Linked DNA regions of Mus musculus: region 1 is linked to region 2. Evidence: chromatin contacts called from public Micro-C data. All regions are on one chromosome and are shown on one strand. Each heading gives the region's core, a stretch centred on a gene start, on an enhancer-like site or on the middle of the called end of the contact. The rest is flanking DNA. Distances are from core to core; before and after follow the strand shown.

What was found. Hi-C and Micro-C count contacts between places; a contact is called where the count stands out from the background.
Region 1: a contact with region 2 is called in a Micro-C map of embryonic stem cells, with 1.7 times the contacts expected there. The contact joins the promoter of Tsr3 here to the promoter of Hs3st6 in region 2. A contact is called at or near these places in 1 of 484 Hi-C or Micro-C datasets (embryonic stem cells) and 3 of 115 datasets of contacts at active chromatin or transcription factors (embryonic limb bud, pancreatic cancer cells and stem cell-derived neural progenitor cells).

Annotation. Positions count from the first base shown.
Region 1 is chr17:25,238,895-25,241,594 of GRCm38.p6, forward strand. Tsr3 (TSR3 20S rRNA accumulation) reads left to right here and starts at 1,276. Exons shown (of 6, transcript NM_026676.3): 1 at 1,276-1,470; 2 at 1,550-1,769; 3 at 2,170-2,363. The coding sequence starts at 1,359. It overlaps Gnptg (N-acetylglucosamine-1-phosphotransferase, gamma subunit), which reads right to left and starts at 1,222. Exons shown (of 11, transcript NM_172529.3): 1 at 1,166-1,222; 2 at 1,020-1,077; 3 at 881-948. The coding sequence starts at 1,217.
Region 2 is chr17:24,751,670-24,754,369 of GRCm38.p6, forward strand. It overlaps Hs3st6 (heparan sulfate (glucosamine) 3-O-sulfotransferase 6), which reads left to right and starts at 1,319. Exons shown (of 2, transcript NM_001012402.2): 1 at 1,319-1,829. The coding sequence starts at 1,417.

The DNA.
Region 1 (2,700 bases), core at 26-2,525, 490 kb after region 2:
AGCTCCTTGGGTGCTTTCTCTAGCTTCTCCATTGGGGGCCCTGTGTTCCATCTTATAGATGACTTGTGAGCATCCACTTCTGTATTTGCCAGGCACTGGCATAGCCTCATACGAGACAGCTATAACAGGGTCCCTTCAGCAAGATCTTTCTGGCATATGCAATAGTGTCTGGGTTGCCAAGGTTCTTTTATGCTGGCCAGCCCTGAGCCACCTCCAACAGCTTGTCTTTCAGTCCTCCTAGGATCTTAGTCCCAAATTTCCTGTGCTGGTGCCCTCTCCACTCCGTAAGACCTAGAAAGGGCTAGATACACCTGGAGTGTTGAGTCTTCATACCCAACATCCCTAGAGCTTCTAATTGGTCTAAGCACCTGTGGAAAGTAGAGGCTTTAATACCACAAGTTGGAGGCCAGCTTGAGTCTACTATAAAAGACTTTGAAAGACTCTTACCTTAAAAACACAAAAGTAGCCGGGGGTGGCACACGCCTTTAATCCCAGCACTTGGGAGGCAGAGGCAGGCGGATTTCTGAGTTCCGGGCCAGCCTGGTCTACAAAGAGTTCCAGGGCTATACAGAGGAACCCTGTCCCGAAAAACAAAACGAAACAAAACAAAAACCCCACAAAAGTTAGGGATGTGACCCAAGCCTTGAGCGCTTGCTTGCTTAGCCCTAGGTAATCGCCAACCCTGGGAGCGAGAGGGGATTGCAGTTCCAGTATATACTTCAGAGCATTTAAAACACTCAAGTTTGACAAACGAATTCGTAACCCTTCAGCGAGTACATTATGAGTCCTTCATCCAAGGCACCCTTCCCTCCCTAACCGAGAGCTTTTTTCGGCCCCCTCAGTCAGCACCTCGGCCAGCTCCGCACCCTCCCGCGCTCACCGGATACAGCTGAAGGCTCTCTCTTGGGCTGAAGGCGGCTTGCCTGGGGCAAGAACGGGTTATTCAGCCTATGGAACAGAGAAGGTCAGAAGAGCCAGCCAGGCTCGGTCCCCAAGCCGCAGGACCGTGATCCGCTCACCCGAATGTGTTAGGCTCCTCCACCACCTTCATCTTCCCGGCACATGCCGGCGCGGGCCCTGCGGAGCGGGGAGAGAGGTGGTGAGTAGGGAGCGGAGGCGCGAGCGACGCCAGCGCGCGGGGGGCTATGTGCGCGGAGCCACTGACCCTGCGACGCGAGCCCCAGCAACATCAGGAAGCCAGCCAGCCGCCCCGCCATTGCTCCTAGGGTCTCACGGTCACGTGAGTGACAGCCGGAACTGACTCCCCTCAAAACCGGAAGCTGTGCGAGCGCGCACGCGCGCACGCTCTTGAACAAACGCTGGAGCTGAGGATTTCATCTCGGATTTCATCTAACATTATGGGCCGCAAGAAAGTTGCTCGCGGATCCAGGAAAGAGAGCGGTCGTGTTCGGCGACCCTCTGGCCGCTCTCTGGATGCTTTCGCTGAAGAGGTGGGCGCTGCGCTGCGTGGTGAGTTTGGAGCAGTCGGAGCAGCGGGTCGGGCCTGGGAGCAGGCGCTGAGGACCCGGCCTTCTCTCTCTCCTTGTAGCATCCGTGCAGCCCGAGGAGGCCGAGGACCAGGGCGGCCCGGGCCCTGCGGCGCTGCCTTGTGCCTTGGCTATGTGGGAGCTTGGTCACTGCGACCCCAAGCGCTGCACGGGCCGCAAACTGGCCCGTCTGGGTCTGGTGCGCTGCCTGCGCCTGAGCCAAAGGTTTGGCGGTCTGGTGCTCAGCCCAGTAGGCACTGAGTACGTGTCTCCGGCAGACAGGTAGACACCAGAGGCCTGGGGATCGGGGAGGGGTCGGAGAGGGGTTGGAATGCCCTTCCCACCATCTTGTCTTTGTTAAACTGCCCTGTATCAGGAGTATCATTTTCTTCAAGCCTTGCTTATTGGTCTTGGATGTCCACATCTTTCATATGAGCAGAGTTGTATTTAATTTGACCCTTTTCATAGAGCAGGGCTATAGTGTAGAAAGCCTAGGAGAAACATTTGTTGTGTAAAGTAAACACTGTCCAGCTACCCTCAACTGCTTCCTGAAGGGTTCTTTCTACTATTGCAATAAACCATAACTTCGAAATAGCAGAGTGATCTCTCATCTGTAGTGAAGCCAGTCTCCAAGGATGTGCCTTATTTGGGGCCCTAGAACCTACCCTACACTCTCTGACAGACAGCTGGTGGCACAGTCAGGGGTCGCAGTCATAGACTGCTCCTGGGCCAAACTGGACGACACACCCTTTCAGAAGATGCGAGGGAGCCACTTGCGGCTCCTGCCTTACCTCGTAGCTGCCAACCCTGTAAACTATGGCCGGCCCTGCAAACTTTCCTGTGTGGAAGCTTTCGCTGCTGCCTTCTGCATCGTAGGTGAGTTTTGGGTCTGACAGAAGCCTGGCAATGGCAGTCTGGAGGCTGACTGCTTGCCCCCTCCTCCTCCCTCACCTGGAGACTGGGGTTTCTTCTGGCAGAGTCTGAGCAAGGGGGTGGGATGTGAGGAGAATATATTGGGAGCCATTAGAAAACAGCCTTTGTCTTCAGTCTCAGTGCCCACATACAGTCTTAACCTTATGAAGCAGAGGTAGAGGCAAAATGGACCACTGCCTTCCCTGGATGGTGTGTGGGCCCAATGGCTACCCCGTAAGACACAGAGACTAGGATAATAGGACTGTTTCTCAGCAAATGAGAGGAACCTTGGGAACTGTAG
Region 2 (2,700 bases), core at 69-2,568:
TACATGTACTAACATGCTTCCCAGACAGTGCTGGACTAAAAACCCGCCCACAGGGCTGCTGGCACCAGCTTGCCCTGACAAGCAAATGTAGCTCTGGTGTCTGGGACTAGTTTTGGGTGGTGCATGTCCCCCTTGTACCTAGCTGCCCTCAGGGTGGGAACTAAATGTCTGTGGGTCATTGGAGTTTTCTGTCCCTCAGAGGCAGCCTGCAGTGTGAGACTTGTTCAGATGCCATGAGACCCACGGACTGCTGATTAATAAACAGAGCCGAGGGCAGAGGCTGAGTAAGGGTACTGGGGCAGGGACTAGACTGGGCAGCCAGGAAAGTCGGACAGAGGCAGAAAGAAGAGGCGCCGTTACCTTTTCCCTGGTCAGGGCAACTTATTCGGCATCCTGGATGGAGTCTTTCCTCCTCTGCATTCCTAGTAAGCAGCTTTGTAGACTCGGTGAGCCAGGAACAGGACATGGAGGCGCGGGGGTGGGGTGGGGGTGGGTGGGTGGGGTGGGGGTGGGTGGGTGGGTGAGAAGTTTCTGCAGTGTCTGGTAGGTTTCACACATGTGAGGGCCCCGGGAATCTCACTATGCTCAGAGGAAGCTCCACAGACAGAACCCAGATGCCTCCCCTGCCTCCTAGTACAGGCCTTTTCACTCCTGGGGGGCGAGGGGGCGTGTCACCGCTTTGCAATTTCCCGAAGGGATCACTGACATCTTGGGGAGGCCAGCTCTATTTGATACAAGGACTTTAAAATGGTGGCCCGACTATCGGACAAGCTCTCTCCACAGGGCAGGGCTCCCACCCTAATGAATGGCTAGGTGGACTGTTGGCAAGTAATGCAACAAGCATTCCTGTCACAGGCTCAAAGATGCATGGGGACCCTTTCCGCGCCGGATGTATGCCTGGCTCCATCCTTCCTGCACAGGCGATTCCTGGACACGGTGTCCTCCGGTGATGAGGCCCTGGCTCCGGGAAACAGGGGCTGAGGCCGCACACCTGTCGCCCTGGTCCAAAGGGGCAGAGATAGACTTTTAAAGGACAGAACGGGGATTCCCACTCGCCCAGTCTTGTGTCCCTCCGCGCCACGCATTCCCGTAGTGTAAGAGCGAAGACTTTGGAGCCAAGCGAACCGGAGACCAGCTCAGGAGGAGTGTTGGGGTAGCTGGGATAGCTCCTGGTCGCTCTGGAAGTTAGCTGGAGTCGCTAGTCCCAGGCGAGGGCTGGGGAGGGGCGTCTCGGCCCCGCCCCGCCCCGCCCCGCCCCGCCCCGCCCCGCCCCGCCCCTCTCCGGCTCCAGGGTTGCGAGGCTGCGGAGCTCAACCCAGAAGCCGGGCGCCCTGGGGTTGAGCGGGCGACGCACTATAGCCGGGATGCGCACCTGTCTGCGGTTCCCGCTCCCGAGCCTGAGCGCGAAGCGACCCCATGGCAGGTAGCGGTGGCCTGGGCGGCGGGGCCGGTGACCTCCAGGGTGCGGGGACGGGCCAGGGGACTGCACTGCGTGCTCTCCGTGCTCCGCTGGCGCTCGTAGTTCTGTTGCTAAGCGCCTACTGCCTCTTCGCCCTCCCCGGCCGCTGTCCACCTGCCGCCCGCGCCCCTGCTCCGGTTCCTGCACCCGCCGAGCCGCCCCACACCTCCCTCCGTCTGAGAGCACCCGGCCTGCCGGTGGCCAGCGGCCCGGGGCGCCGGCGCTTTCCTCAGGCGCTCATTGTGGGTGTGAAGAAAGGCGGCACGCGCGCATTGCTGGAGTTCCTGCGGTTGCACCCCGACGTCCGTGCACTTGGCTCTGAACCCCACTTCTTCGACAGGTGCTATGATCGCGGCCTCGCCTGGTACCGGTGAGCGTCCCTGCTGGTCCGCGCCTCGTCGGTGTGTGCCTTGGACTGTGCTTTCTTAGAACCCAGGATGAGTAGGGTAGAATCCTGGGCACTGGGTCTAAAACAAGCCTGTTAGGGAAATAGCCTTGATTTCCTGGGCACAGCGACCCTCGAAGGAGAGGCCATCTATAGCCAAGGGTCGCAGGAATTAGAAAATCTCAGAGAAAACTCTGTTCTCCTGTTGGGTGGCCAAGGGACTCAGCGAGGCATGATCCTATCTTGAAAGTAGTTTCAAGCGAGTGAGATAACTGGGCAGGTAGACTTTCCTTTTTAGAGGGTCAGGGAATTGAACCTGAAGCCTCAAATGTACTAAACGAGTATTCTACCACTAAGCTACTAATATATATCCATATATTATTATGGTTTATATCAATATAATCCCGGTGGAGCTACTTGGCAGCCTTAGAGATACTTGGAGCTCAGTCACTTTATCATCCCTTCGTGTCTGTCCATTCCCTGCTATAACTCTGGGTAAGTACTGGTAATTATCTGACCACTAGTCAAGTATATTTTGGAAGGGCCTCCAGGTTTCCAGAAGTGTTCTAGAAAGTGCCTTTCCACCCCTAAGAATCTCTCCCTCACCCTGCATCAGGGAGCCCTCTATAGCTGCTGGAGTCTGAAGAAAGTTAGGTCTGGGCTTTGAGGAGGGAGACTCTGCTCTTTGGTTTAGCCCAAGGGTGGGGACTGGAATACACCCTTCTGTAGCTGTCCTTTCTACATACAGGAGGACTTGGGATGCAGCAGTGGAATGTGGGGAGCACTACCCCAGGTACAGCAGTATGTCCTGGTGGATGGTCAGATTCTGGTTCCTCCCTTCTGGTGTGACTACCCA